Linked DNA regions of Arachis hypogaea: region 1 is linked to region 2. Evidence: chromatin contacts called from public Hi-C data. All regions are on one chromosome and are shown on one strand. Each heading gives the region's core, a stretch centred on a gene start, on an enhancer-like site or on the middle of the called end of the contact. The rest is flanking DNA. Distances are from core to core; before and after follow the strand shown.

Evidence for each region. A called contact is a pair of places that touch in the nucleus more often than the background predicts.
Region 1: a Hi-C map of leaf shows a contact between it and region 2, with 2.6 times the contacts expected there. The contact joins the promoter of LOC112748223 here to the promoter of LOC112750106 in region 2. A contact is called at or near these places in 2 of 8 Hi-C or Micro-C datasets (both in leaf).

What each region holds. Positions count from the first base shown.
Region 1 is chr15:30,762,284-30,769,322 of arahy.Tifrunner.gnm2.J5K5, reverse strand. LOC112748223 reads left to right here and starts at 3,595. Exons shown (of 4, transcript XM_025796436.1): 1 at 3,595-3,751; 2 at 4,192-4,557; 3 at 5,044-5,058; 4 at 6,121-6,290. The coding sequence starts at 3,595. The coding sequence ends at 6,290.
Region 2 is chr15:30,567,924-30,574,693 of arahy.Tifrunner.gnm2.J5K5, reverse strand. It overlaps LOC112750106 (germin-like protein subfamily 1 member 1), which reads right to left and starts at 5,462. Exons shown (of 1, transcript XM_025798661.3): 1 at 4,011-5,462. The coding sequence starts at 5,289. The coding sequence ends at 4,615. It overlaps LOC112750107 (probable galacturonosyltransferase-like 8), which reads left to right and starts at 219. Exons shown (of 1, transcript XM_025798662.3): 1 at 219-2,475. The coding sequence starts at 856. The coding sequence ends at 2,022.

The DNA of each region.
Region 1 (7,039 bases), core at 2,346-4,845, 200 kb before region 2:
GTAGGCTTTACTCACATCAAGTTTCAGCGTCATTTCGTATTCCAAGCCTGCTTTTGTGGCTAAGGTAGTGCATACATTCGTGTGCTATAAGAATGCTATCAGAAACACGCTTATCTTTTGGGAATGCAGTCTGAGCAGGGGTTATCATCTTGACCATACACCCTTGGAGTTTGTGGACTAGCACCTTTGAAATGATTTTATAGACAATAGAGGACAAATTGAAAGGCCTTACTTAAGTCATATTGCTCGCATCTGGTACCTTTGGCACTAGGCAGATATTGGTGTGGTTAAAGTTATTTAAAATTCCACCTCTAATAAAAAACTTCTTACAGTCTGGAACACGTCTTCTCCCACTATATCCCGGTAGAATTTGAAAAGTTCAACCATTATACCGTCCTCTCCCCGTGTACTCTGACGGTGGATACTAAAAGTCCACTTTATCCATAGAAACAGATCTTCTAAGCCTACGGTTCATGTTAGCTGTAACCTTAGGCTCAAAGTCTGTGACAAAAGGCTCATGATCCACCTAATTGGAAGACGACTCTTAAAGTAGCCCACAGTCACCCTAACAATATTAGCATTAGTTGTTGCTTTATCTCTCTGCATATGCCATATCTTATTTCTTCTGGTTCTAGATTTAAATTTTTAATGGAAGAAGTTAGTATTTTGGTCTCCTTCTTTCAGCCGTTTGGTTCTAGATTTGTCTTTCCAGTAAAGTTTTTCGTACAAAAATACTTTTTCAAGTTGCTGTTCAAGCTCAAGTAATCCAGTGCCTCCTATATATGATGCCAGACGCCTATTTTTATTCTAGGAGAGCAGTAACTTCTACAATCTCTTTTTTAGAATTAGTAGAGCTATTCTTTTGTTAGAGAACCAATCGGTGTCTAACCAGTTTAATATTCTGAAATAATCTAAACATCACTGAACCTTCTATATCTGAGTTTTGGGCCTTGCAGATGAAGTTACTAATTTGTTCTTCATCACACCAGTAGGATTGAAACTTTAATCTCCTCTTTGATATTTTTGATTGGTAGTTAGTGTCCAAAAGGAGGGGGTGTGATCAGAACCTGATAGTCCAAAGACCGTAGGTTGAGAGTATAATTGGAACCAAGGTTCATCAATAAGCACTTTGTTAAGTCTTTTCTGAATTAGTTCACCTTTCCTACGCTTGCTATTCCAAGTAATGGTCTACCTACCATTCCCAAATCAATCAATGTGTTATCTCCAATAAAGTAATTAAAGGTAACAATAGAAAAATGAGAACTAGAATTACCACCAAATTTCTTACCTTGATCAACAATAAAACTGAAATCACCAACAATAACTGATTTACTTTGGAGTTGGGAGAGCACCAAAGAGATTTCTTGGAACCAGGATAGCTGAATACTATCATTGCAGTTTAAATGAATACCTACAAAGTTCCATTCAATGTTGAAAGGAACATCTTTTTTCAAGGCAGCAATATAGAACTCAGAATAACTGATAATCTGAACAACAAAACCATCCTTGCATGCCAACGCAAGTCCACCCGCATTACTTAAAGGATCAACAATTTGCCAATTAGAGTAGCCACAAGCCTTGAATTTCATTTCCATGTGTTGAGATTGGTTTTTTGTTTCGTAAAGAAAAACCAACTCGAAAGAGTGAGATTCAACAATCCCTTTAACGTTGTGAAGGGGTCTCTTTAAAATCTGTCAATTCCATGATAACACTCTAATGCATAGTTGTAAAAATCGGACTGGACCGGCCGGTTCGACTGGAAAACCAGTGAACCGAACCTTATACCGGTCCGGTCCGGTATTTGAACCGTGTAAGAAATTGAACCGGTACAAACCGGTCAAACTTAGTTTGAACCGATGCGAACCGGTCAAACTCGGTGAGGCGGTCCGACCGAACCGTTTAGGAGAAAATATTTCCAAAATGCTTGAGGTAAGGTTCAAACCCCTACCCTCAAGGAAACCAAAAGGCTCGCCAACCACCAGACCACTATGTTTTCTATTTAAATTAATGCAAATTATAATAGATATAAATATCTTCCATCAAAAAGTTTACTTTTATTTAATTTATTTTAATTTTAATTATAAACTCACTCATTCTTAAATTAATTATATTTTTATTTAACAATAATTATAAACTCACTTATTTTTTTATAATTATTTAATATCTATTAATATTATTTTTTAATAAATACTTGTAGTATATAATAGTATAAAAGATATAAACTAATTAATAAATTATTAAAATTTAAAAATAATAGTTATTTTAATATAAAAACAAAATAAAAATATTTATGATAGAGTAAAAATAATAAAATATTTATTGTTCATATTCCATATTGTTTTAAAATAATTTGATATTTTAAAATGTTAGTAAAAATATGTATTTTAAATTTTAATTTTAAACTTTTGACTATTTTTTATTTTTTATTTACATAAGACCGGGTCAACCGGTTCAACCAGTAACCCAACGGTTGAACCAGTGACCCAGTGACCCAGTGACCTAACCGGTTCGATCACCGGTTCGGTTCTGACAACTATGCTTTAATGGGTCTTTGGGTGCCATTTACCGGCTAGCATCCTCCACCCTCTTTTCAGCAATTAGCTCTTGTTCAACTTGCATCTTGTACACAAGCTCATTTTCTTTATTAGAGACTCTTCGCTTTGTCCCACCTAATTGGTTAAGCGAATTATGACTCTATCTTGCCATCTGTTTTAGATGTAGTTTTTTGCTGCTAACTTTTTGCTGTCATTTGATTATCTTCTTGGATTTTATTCATAAAGCCTATGATATCTTCTAACATAATAGGAGAACAAGATTTTTTCATTGACTACCAAGCTAACTTTGAAATTCGGCTGGGGGACTCTACACTCCTTGTTGGGGCTTCGTTCCTTTCATCCTTCAAATTCAGCTTAGAGAAGCTTTCAAACAACTAAGAAGAGGCAGGTTTTTTCCTTGGTTGTGAAGGCTTAGATTATTGGTTGCTAAAATTGCTGGCATTATCACTACCGTCATTGTCAATTCTTTTCCCTATCTAATCAGTCTTGACCCAGTCGCCAATGCTTTCCACTTTAATATCACCTGAAGCAGAGTTTGACATGAAGATTTGATAATTCTTTGAATGATGTCCAAGGTGAGCACAATAGGTGCAGAAGATCTTAATACGCTCATATCCCAATCAAATTTCCAGCACCTTACCTCCTAGAGCAGCCATCCGAATCGAGTCTTTCACATTTTTCTCACTATTAATCAAAACTCTAGATTTAAGGATTCTGGATTCTTTTTCTCTGATGGAGAAAAAGATATTATCAATAATCTCACCAATTTTCTCACTCAATTTACAACCAACTTCAGCAGTCTTGAATTTTTCTGGAATCCCCCAGAAATGGGAAAAAACTAATTCCCTCGTAGTCTTGAGAGTTAGCATATGTCCACTTTTGAACATGTAAAACATAATCCTTATAGAGCCATGGAGATCCATTTTCAATTCTAAGGACATCTAACTCGTTCTCAAAGAAGAGTTGGAATTAGTTTGATCCTAACTTCATTGATCTAAATCCATCTAGCCTCCCCCAGATAGCCTTCAATGCATTGTCAATGGTTCCTATTGGAAACACCTTATCAACAAACACACGACCTAATAGACTTTTAATACATGCCTCCAGTCGCTTAGGTAGCATTTGTTTTGAGGTACTGAGACCAAGACTGGGAGACTGGGACTTAGTATTATATTTGGTAGCTAGAGATTGGACAGGTAAGTTGCATATTCACATCTGTATCTTCTTCTCCTCTTTGATGCTCTCTCTTGTCTTCTCTTCTCTTGTGTGTTTGAAGTTTTCTTCTCGTTTATGGGTTTAGGCATTTTCGTGATTTATGGGTGGTCTTCTCTTCTCGTGCCTTGTACTTGTTTTTGTATTGTTTTGTATGGTTTCTATGTTTACATTATTTGTTCTATGTTTTTATGATTGTTCCTAAGCTTGATTTACATTCTGAATAACATGTTTAGGGCTCAATGAATTAGCATGTGGTTGTTTTCATTTCTTTCTAAGTTTTTCTTAAGAGAGATGCATATTTTAATAATTATTAAAATGAGGTATAAAAATTATTGATGACGTGGAGTGTTTTTCCAACATGGAAACATTCTAATTTATAACAATCTCAAATAATAGTTTTTAATTTCATTATATTTTCAAGATGAGAAATGCGGGAAGCTTGTTCCTAATAATGCAACATCCAAGAGTGAAAATTTTACAATGTGGAATTGCTTTGACATGGGATATGAAAGTCTAGCATGCAGTGTGAAGGAAAGTACGAAGCTGTATTTTCACAGCTTAAGAGCTGCACATATTGAGAAAGCAAAGACGAAGCAAATAAAATTTGCACTAACCGATACAAAGTCACAGGGCATGGCACAGTCATTAGCAGAGAAGCATGCTGAAAAAGAAGGCGCAAAGGCAGCGAAGTTGGCTTTGCAGAAGGCTCAGTGCGTAATAGGTCCCATGATATCTGTTGGATGGGACTTCTATGAGGTAGTGTATTATGGTGGGAGTGATGCAGAGGGCGTGATGAGTCCATATTTTCCGATATATTTTAGTTTGATTTGGATGGATTTCATCACATAAACTCACACTTAGGCACTAAAATAGCATACTTTTGTGATTTCTCCCTAATTTGGACATAAATGTGAAAACATACATTTTTGTGCCTGAATTTGTTATTTTAATTCCACTTTCATGCCATTCGATGCCGTGATATGTTTTGTGAGTGATTTCAGGTCATTTAGGCAAGTTTGGCTAGGCAAAAGTGGAAGAAAGCATGTACAAGGGAGAACACATGAAGAAAATAAGGAAAAGCACACATAAACAAGTGTGCGTGCGCATAGGTGAACAAGCAGTAAAGTGTGCGTACGCACAGGTCCCTGCACGTGGTTTCATTAATGAAACACGTGATCCGCGATTTTGGGGGCCTTTGGCCCAGTTTTTGACGGCTCAATGCTGAATGAGAAGTGCTATATCAAGGGGGATTGAAGACATATGCAAGCATTAGGTTTTATTAGGTTTAGTTTTAGTTTTCATTAGTATTAGGAAGCTTCCATAGGAGTAGGAGTAGGAGTAGTATAGAATTTCTCTCTTAGGGTTTCATTTCCATCTCCATTGTAGCATTTTATAGAAAGCTTTGATTTTGGATTTTGTTAATCTTTATTGTAAGTACCCTTAATCTTCTCTTTAATTCCACCACTTTTGCTTTTATTTTCTTATGGTTCAAGATACTTTGTTTATATATGCAATTTTGGTTTTTTGGAATTTTGATAGATGAATTTAATGTTTTATGCTTCCTTTATGTTTGATTGAATGTTAATTGTTGATATTGTGAATATTTTGGTTATAGCTCTTACTTGTCCTTGCAATTTTCCATGTTTTGGTTTTATGCCCTCAAGGTGTTTGTGAAAATGCTAATTATGAGTTTTGAGTAGATTTTCACACCTTGGCTTGGGATTTGAGTTCCTAGGATACTAGAGTCATAATGTCCAACATTTAGTGGTAATTCTTGGGTAGTTAGTTGACTCTTGTTTCCATTGACGCTAGCTTTTTATCAACTAGTTTGGTAAGTTAGTTAGGACTTATGGATTAAGGTCAATTATGCTTGCTTGACTTATTCCTCGATGTTAGGGGTTAACTAAGCGAGATTGACTCATCATAGTTGCCATAGTTGTGGTTATGGCGATGATAGGATTCCTTGGATCCTCATTCCCAAGTCAAGGCTCTTTTATGCATATCTTAGCATTTTCACTAGTTTTGATCTTGTTTCCTTCTTAATTGCATTGATTTCAATTTTGATCATTTCTTAGTTCTTTTATTGCTTAGTTCTTTTAATCTTTTTATTCTTTGATTCCAAAAATCCCTTTTGTCCTCACAACCAAGAGCGTAACACTTTCAATTGCATCCCAAGGGAAGACGACCCGAGGTTGAATTACTCTCAATCTTGGTTAATCATTGATTTGAAAATTAAACTTTGATTGAGAGGATTATTTGTTGGTTTGGACTATGCTATCAACGTAGAAATTGTTTTGCTAAATCTCCGAACCATCGTGATTCTCTCTCTATCAGGGTGCAATTAGGGAAGGTGGCTCTTTGTTTGGTTCATATGTTGGTGGCTTCTTTGGGGAACAAAGGCTTGGCAGACTTGGTTTTCTAATGGGAAGCCAAATGGGGAGTTGGTTTGGTGGTAGAATTGGCCTAATACTCTATGATACTGTTAATGCAACCCATTTCTTGATTAATCTTAGGAACTAAAACTTTCATATTTTAAGCAATTAGTGTCAAAAACAAATTTTATTTCACTACTTTATGTAATTTCTCTTTTAAATTCTTGTCGAGGTTAGGATAGAAGATATAAGGGGAAAACTAAGTATGATAAGAATTTGTTAGCAATAAGATTTTATTTCTCAAGTCCTACTCCACTGATGATTATGTATTTAGCAATGTTGGTGTAATAAAAATTTATGAAGTGTTGGCGATAAGAATTTATGATGATGATGATGCGTTTTATTTCTCAAGTCCTGCTCCATTGATTTTATTTATTAGTAACAAGACTTAATTAGCGATGTAGTTCAAATTCTTTGGCAGAAGCCAATATATCATTCATTAAACCCATGACAACATTTTATATAAAAGTAAAATGTTCAACAATTCAATGTTCAACAAACCAGCCAATCTAATTTTATTCATATAATTGTTTTTACAATATGTTCATATGTCTAATACAATCCAATGCTCTTACTAAAATTTAAAAAACAACACTAGAACTTAATCGATAGTGTAATACCTTCACCACTAGAATGTCACGCTTCCAACTGTGCCACTCTGATAGTGAGAATATTATGACTACTTCTATATATAGCTAGTAGGAGCTTTTACATGAAATCCTTAGAAACTTTTCTTTTAAAGCCTGTATAATTTTTTTTGTACATTTTATTTCCTTCTAAAAACAAATCACATATATATACATTTACATCATTAATAGCATTCTTTATTTACAACCA
Region 2 (6,770 bases), core at 4,213-6,712:
TTAAATTTTTTATTTGTTTAAGTATCATAAAAATGAATTAAGACTCCTAATAATAAGTCTTATTTTAATAACTTTAAATGTAATATTAAAAATAAATATAAATAAAATATTTAATATTATGAACAATTATATCAATTTTTTTAATTTTAATAATTACAAACAAACATTCAAATATTGCCCCTAATTTTTTTAAAACTACAACAAAGACATAATTTTTTAGTTAAAAATTTAAGTATAATTAAATTTACGTGAAATTAATAGTTGAAAACTTTTTTAATTTTTTATTCAAATACTTCATCAAATCATGCATAAAATCCTGTCTTAACAGCTGCTTTAGCAGATATATTCCCATTTGATTTCCGTTGTGTAATAATAATGAAGTTAAATTTAAAAAAGGAAAAAATAAATAAATAGAGAGAAAAGGAAAGAAATACAAAAAGGGGAATAACAAAAAAAGAAAAAAGAAAAAAGAAAGAAAAGAGTCAGAGACAGATACAGAGTGATGAATGAGGGAAAAGCTGATATAAGTAGCAACACACCAAAATTTCTCTCTCAGAAGGTCCAGCTGCCATTGCCCCACCTCCATCTCCACATCCACCTCCTTCTTTCTTTCTCTCTCTCTCTCTCATGGTTCCAGAGAATCCAAAAAACCATCAAACCCAAGAACAAGAAACTAAAGAACCAACACAAGAAAGAAATGCAACATTTCACTCATAAACTTGAACACACTCCCCCTTTCTTCGCTCGCTCTGCAATAATGTCGTCTTAAAACACCAACCCATTTATATTCTTTTTCTTTTTTCCCTTCCACACAAGAACCCCCCAAAACGACGGTGTTTTAAACTTTTAAACGACATGATTCCGCTACGGTTAAGCGCCGTCGTTTTGCCCCTCATTGTCTGCATCTTATTACCACCATTCACACTCGGGATCCGTTCCTTTCCGACCGCCACTGCCGCCACCACCACCGCCGCCCTCCACAGCCTTCTTCGCTTCTCCGAAGCTCCTGACTACCGCAACGGCGCCGGATGCCTCGCCACCACAGCCACCACGACCTCCGATGACCCCTCCTTAGTCCACATCGCCATGACACTGGACTCCGGCTACCTGCGGGGTTCCATCGCTGCCGTACACTCAGTCCTCCGGCACTCGTCGTGTCCGGAAAACATCTTCTTCCACTTCATCGCAGCCGAGTTCGACTCAGCGAGTCCACGAATCCTAACTCGGCTGGTTCGATCGACGTTCCCTTCGTTGAACTTCAAGGTCTACATCTTCAGAGAAGACACCGTCATCAACCTAATCTCCTCTTCAATCCGTCAAGCCCTAGAAAACCCTCTCAACTACGCAAGAAACTATCTCGGGGACATGCTCGACTCTTCAATCTCCAGAGTCATTTACCTTGACTCCGATATCGTCGTCGTCGACGACATCCACAAGCTCTGGAACGTAACTCTAACGGAGAATCGAGTGATCGGAGCGCCGGAATATTGCCACGCGAATTTCACCAAGTACTTCACCGACGAGTTCTGGTTGGATCCGTTGCTATCTCGAGTGTTCGGTCACAGAAAACCGTGCTATTTCAACACCGGAGTTATGGTGATGGATTTGGTGCGGTGGAGGGAAGGGAACTACAGGAAGAGGATCGAGAACTGGATGGAGTTGCAGAGGAAAAAGAGGATTTACGAGCTTGGATCGTTGCCGCCGTTTCTACTTGTATTTGCGGGGAATGTTGAAGCCATTGATCATCGTTGGAACCAGCACGGGCTTGGTGGTGACAATGTCAATGGAGTTTGTAGGTCTCTGCATCCTGGTCCGGTGAGTTTGTTGCATTGGAGTGGGAAAGGGAAGCCATGGGTGAGGCTTGATGAGAAGAAACCGTGTCCGTTGGATCGTCTTTGGGAGCCGTACGATCTGTTCAAGCCGCAACTTGTTAATGGCGGTGGCAGAGGTGGAATAACAAGAGAACAGCCTTGGAGCTTCTCTTCTTCTATATTGGTTGGTTATTCTCATGATTTGTTATGATATCATTCTTTTTCTTTGATGCATTTTGTTTCTTGTTCAGAGATTATTCTATTCTTTGGGTAGAAAGAAATTACTATTGTACAGATTGGTTTAGAAGATGAAAACATGGATGTTGATGTTGATGTTGATGGTGATGATGATGGGGTTTGGGACTTTGGGGAGAACACAAGTGAAAAGAAGAGAAGAAAAGATTATTACTGTTAATTCTTTCTGTAGAATTTTTTTTTTGTTTTTCAATTTTGTTGTATTTTTAATTCTTGTGGTTATTTTTTTGTTACATAATGAAAACAGGTTCGATTCTTTTTCAGTTTGTGATGGGAGGGGGTTCCTTCTTGGAACAAATTTTGGTGGGTGGGATCAGTTTCTTTTGTCTAAGGGACCATTATTGAATTGAATTCTATGTGCCTAAAATCAAATTGCAGAATAATAGACAGTTGTTCTTCATTGTTTTTATTTGGATTTTGGATTCCAATTTCTTTCATGTTTTTGTTTGCTTTTTCCACCTACAACCATTATGAATTTAATTATGAAAGCTCCCTGTTTTGGTTTATACATGATATGATATTATATTATTTGATCACCCAAAAGTGGACTTTTTCTCTTATCTATCTATCTATCTATCTATCTATCTATCTATGCTTAACTCAATAAATATAACCATGAAAATCAGAATTTGTGTTAATCTGATAAAGTAATACTAGACGTTATAATTAATTTTAACTCATAATTTAATTAATTAACTATATAAATTATCCGAATGGGACCCAGAATGTGATTTATTTATATTATCAAAATGATTTCCTCTTATGCATGTTTGTGCCTGGGTTTATAGAGGAAGAAGAAAAAAAAAGGGGGGAAATGACAAAAAAAAAAGGTGATTGTGATTTGTGAACTGTGATGAGTGATGACACATTGCTAGTTATCAGGTTAATGATTGAAGTGATCACGGATTCACTATGATTTAAAGCCAAGGCAAAACAATAAAGTGAAAAAAGAAAAGAAAAATATGTAATGTAGCCATCTCTACCTATCAGTCATAAAATGTTTATTGGTGCTCTCAATCACAAATCACAATAGTTCCCTCTGCCTCTAGGAAACTCTGAAAACACCTCCGTGCTGTTTAATTTTCATTTGTCACACCTAATAACGAAACATGTCTGATATATGCATAAGTCTCGTGTTAACAGAAAGGTATACTTAGCAAAAAATGTTAAATCATTGCGAATTTCATATCTTGACTTAAAGCAATTTTCTCCAACACGCGTCCTCTCTTGAAGCATGCTCATCAAGAAAATTCTATTTAATATTTATCTTTATGCAATTCGTATAAGGATGGCAAGTTTGGAACAATAATAGTAATAGTTTTTTCTAATTAATGCTTTAGCTTAGCATATGGATTATGCAATTCTGATTCTTAATTTTAAAAATTTTCCTTTTTTTCACTTCTTCCTATATATATATATATATATATATTCGTGTGCCGCTGCCAGCTGTTCCAATGAGAAGTCATGGCTTCTTGTTCTGGCTTACCAAAGTTGACCACATGAAATGCTACCGTTTTCATGTCAGTTTTCAATTGAATTTTCGCATTCTTGCTTATGGAATTAGAATTTATAGAATAAATACTATTTGAGATTCCCAGTACCAAACATGCTGCCATTGCATTATTTCCTATCTTATTTTATTTTTTGAACCACTATGTCCACATAATATAGAGAGGGTTAAATTTACCACAAGACAAAAGATACTATCATACAAATTATTATTCAATTTTGTATCATCCTAACACGAAAGTTCCTGCTGATTAAGTTTTCTATTAAACAAGATTAATTTGCATGCACATATATTATTTTTTTTAATTTGTAACGGCTAAAGCCCTCATGCATATACATTATTATTATTATTATTATTATTATTATTTAACTTAATTACCTATTGGCTATTATCATAAAAGTAGCATAAAAATAATTTTTTGAAGGCAAGTATGCTAAAAATAAATAGCAAACACAATTGTAGCATATTTGGATACCAAATTAAAAATGGCAACAACCCAATAAAAAGACTGGGAAGAAATGGACAAACACACTAATTCACTCCACTCAATAATAATATTAAACACAAGACTCTGATCAACCACCTGATTTTACTTTGAGTAATGTAACATGACAGTTTGTATGTCTCTTTTCCTCTTCGTTTTAAATATGCAAATCTAACATCATCATCCCACCTTCTCCCTAGGATCCCATCTACCGTATGGTTGCAAACGTTGATTTAATCTTATTTCAAATAAAATTTTATCCATGTAATAATATTGATGATTAATAGTTTTGTCTCTATTAGATTTTCTTATTTCTTCGTTCCAAATATTTTCAAAAGTGAGAAAAAGGCTGTAAAACTGGTTACTCACCTTTAAAAATATTAGGATCAAAATAAAAAAAAAATTACAAAGAGACTAAAACCACAAATTACCGGTTTTACTGGAACAAAAAATTTATTTAACACGTTGAGATTTAGCAATAACAAAATAGGAAATAATATTGGTAAGCATGATTGAATTCTCCTGCAGCAAACATCATGAACACTCACAATGAATCACCCTTCAAGTTTCTGACGTATTATTTCTACTTCTTGTGCACTAATCTGAAATGCCTTGGCAAGAATTGCATTAAGAATTGGAGGCTTGCTAGCAAATGTTGCAACGGATGCAACTTGTGCACCAGGGTTCTGGCTATTGAGACCAGACAAAGCAAGAACCGGTTCCTTAGAATCTCTATTGTAAAGGAAATGAATCAGGCCCTTTGGGAACACAAATGACTCACCGGGCCTTAGGTTTTGAGTGAACACACGGCTAGATGTGTCTATAAATCCCACTAGAAGCTGGCCCTTTAGGCAAGTTGTGACTTCCGAGGCCCGCGGGTGCGAGTGAGGTGGAATTACCCCGTCGGCCTCGATGTCGACCCGGACCAACACAAGGCCCAATGTGTTGAGCCCGGGAAGGTTTACTGTGTTGGTGGGGGTAACTGCAAACCCAAATGTGTTGCTTGTGTTACCTGGTTTGGATAATGCTGACGTGGCAAAATCGGATGCCGAAACTTCTTTAGGGTTAATACAAGGAACCCCATTGATGAAAAAATTGTTCTTGTTATTGGCAACACAATAATCTTGAAGTGGATCAGGATCTGATCTACATTTCCCCCATAGAAGGTAAAGGGCAAACAATAGAAGAGGAAGTGAGTGAAAATTGGTTCTCATTTTAGATATCATCATACGAGGGAATTAAACAAGTCAAACCCTAAACAATAGGTGTAAATGTTTGCTTTGTGTTTTGTTAGTGTGTAATGGTACGGATTTTAGTGGAACAAGCACAAGTTATATATATATAGCTGGTGGTGGATAGTGATATTAATTTAACTTTGATATGAATATTGAGTAGCTTAAGAGCATAGGAAGAGAGCGATGCAAGGCAAAAGCTTAAGGAAAATGTGATCAAGTTAGAATAAGCCACACATAGAGGGTGATGTTTACTTTCCAAATTCAAATGAAAGGGACTTCTCTTTTTTATTTTTTTTTCATGCTTCGGCATTTTACAATTTCTCAAATCAAGCCCATTTTAAAACCCCATTATTAAATTGGGCTTGGGCAAACCCAAGTAGTTCAACGTTGTCGTTTGATGTGGGTAGGAATCAATACCATAGTTGTCCGTGACCGATCATGCTATCGATTTATTAATTTAGTTGATAGATTACAAGTTAAACCGTTTAAATTATAATTAATATATATAAATTTAAAAATATAATTTATATATATATAAATAAAGACAAATGTAACAAAAAATAACTTGGCCTAGTAGCAGCTAAGTATTGCACATATAAAAAGATTCAAGTTCAAATTTAATGAGGAATTTTTTTTGTTAATTGTTAACTTGTGATTCTGACCAATTCACATTAGTTTTGTCCGGTATAATCTATTTTCTTCTTTAAACGATTAGAATGCTGGATCGAACCAATTTAAAATTCGGTCATTAATTTTTTGGTTAAACTGATCGGTTTGGTTCGATTTTAACAACTATGAATAATACAACGTCAGTTTAATCTTATCAAATTATATCCTGTTACAGTGGGTAATCGGAGATTAATGGATTGGACTGATAAGATTGGCCCAAACGTTTGGAGGAGAGGACCTCCGATTGGATTCACGTCTGGGAGCTACCGTCCGACTTGTGTATGTGGAAGAATGGGGGGTGGTACCTGCAAAGACACTCCGATGCCTAAGTTAGCAAAGGGTTTTAGCAGGTTTAGAGAGTATTGAAACTTAGAGATACCTGAGGGGTGTCAGTGTATTTATATTGGTGAACCAATAACCACCGTTGGAGTAGTTCCACCTTTTAAGGTGGATAACTCTCCCTTTATCTTAGGAAAGTTGAGATATGGCTCCTAGAAGTGGGTTGAGAGATTTTAGGGGCAGTTGCTTATTTGAATAAGGGTTATCTGCCAGCTAACCTTCGACCCCGACTTCCTTAGAGTGGAGTGTGTGTTGAATCCAACCTCTTCCGAGGAGGTCGGTGAGTAGCGAAGGCCAATCTTTGGATTGGGCCTTTTCGGCTGATTTGGGCCTGGGCCTTAGTGTTGGGTCAGAGTATGAACAGTGCCCCTACTCGAGTTCGATCTCTTTTACGAGTTGGATTCGAGTATTTGAACACGGACTTGTAGCCGACGTGATGCAGAAACCGACGTGATTTTAAAAACCGA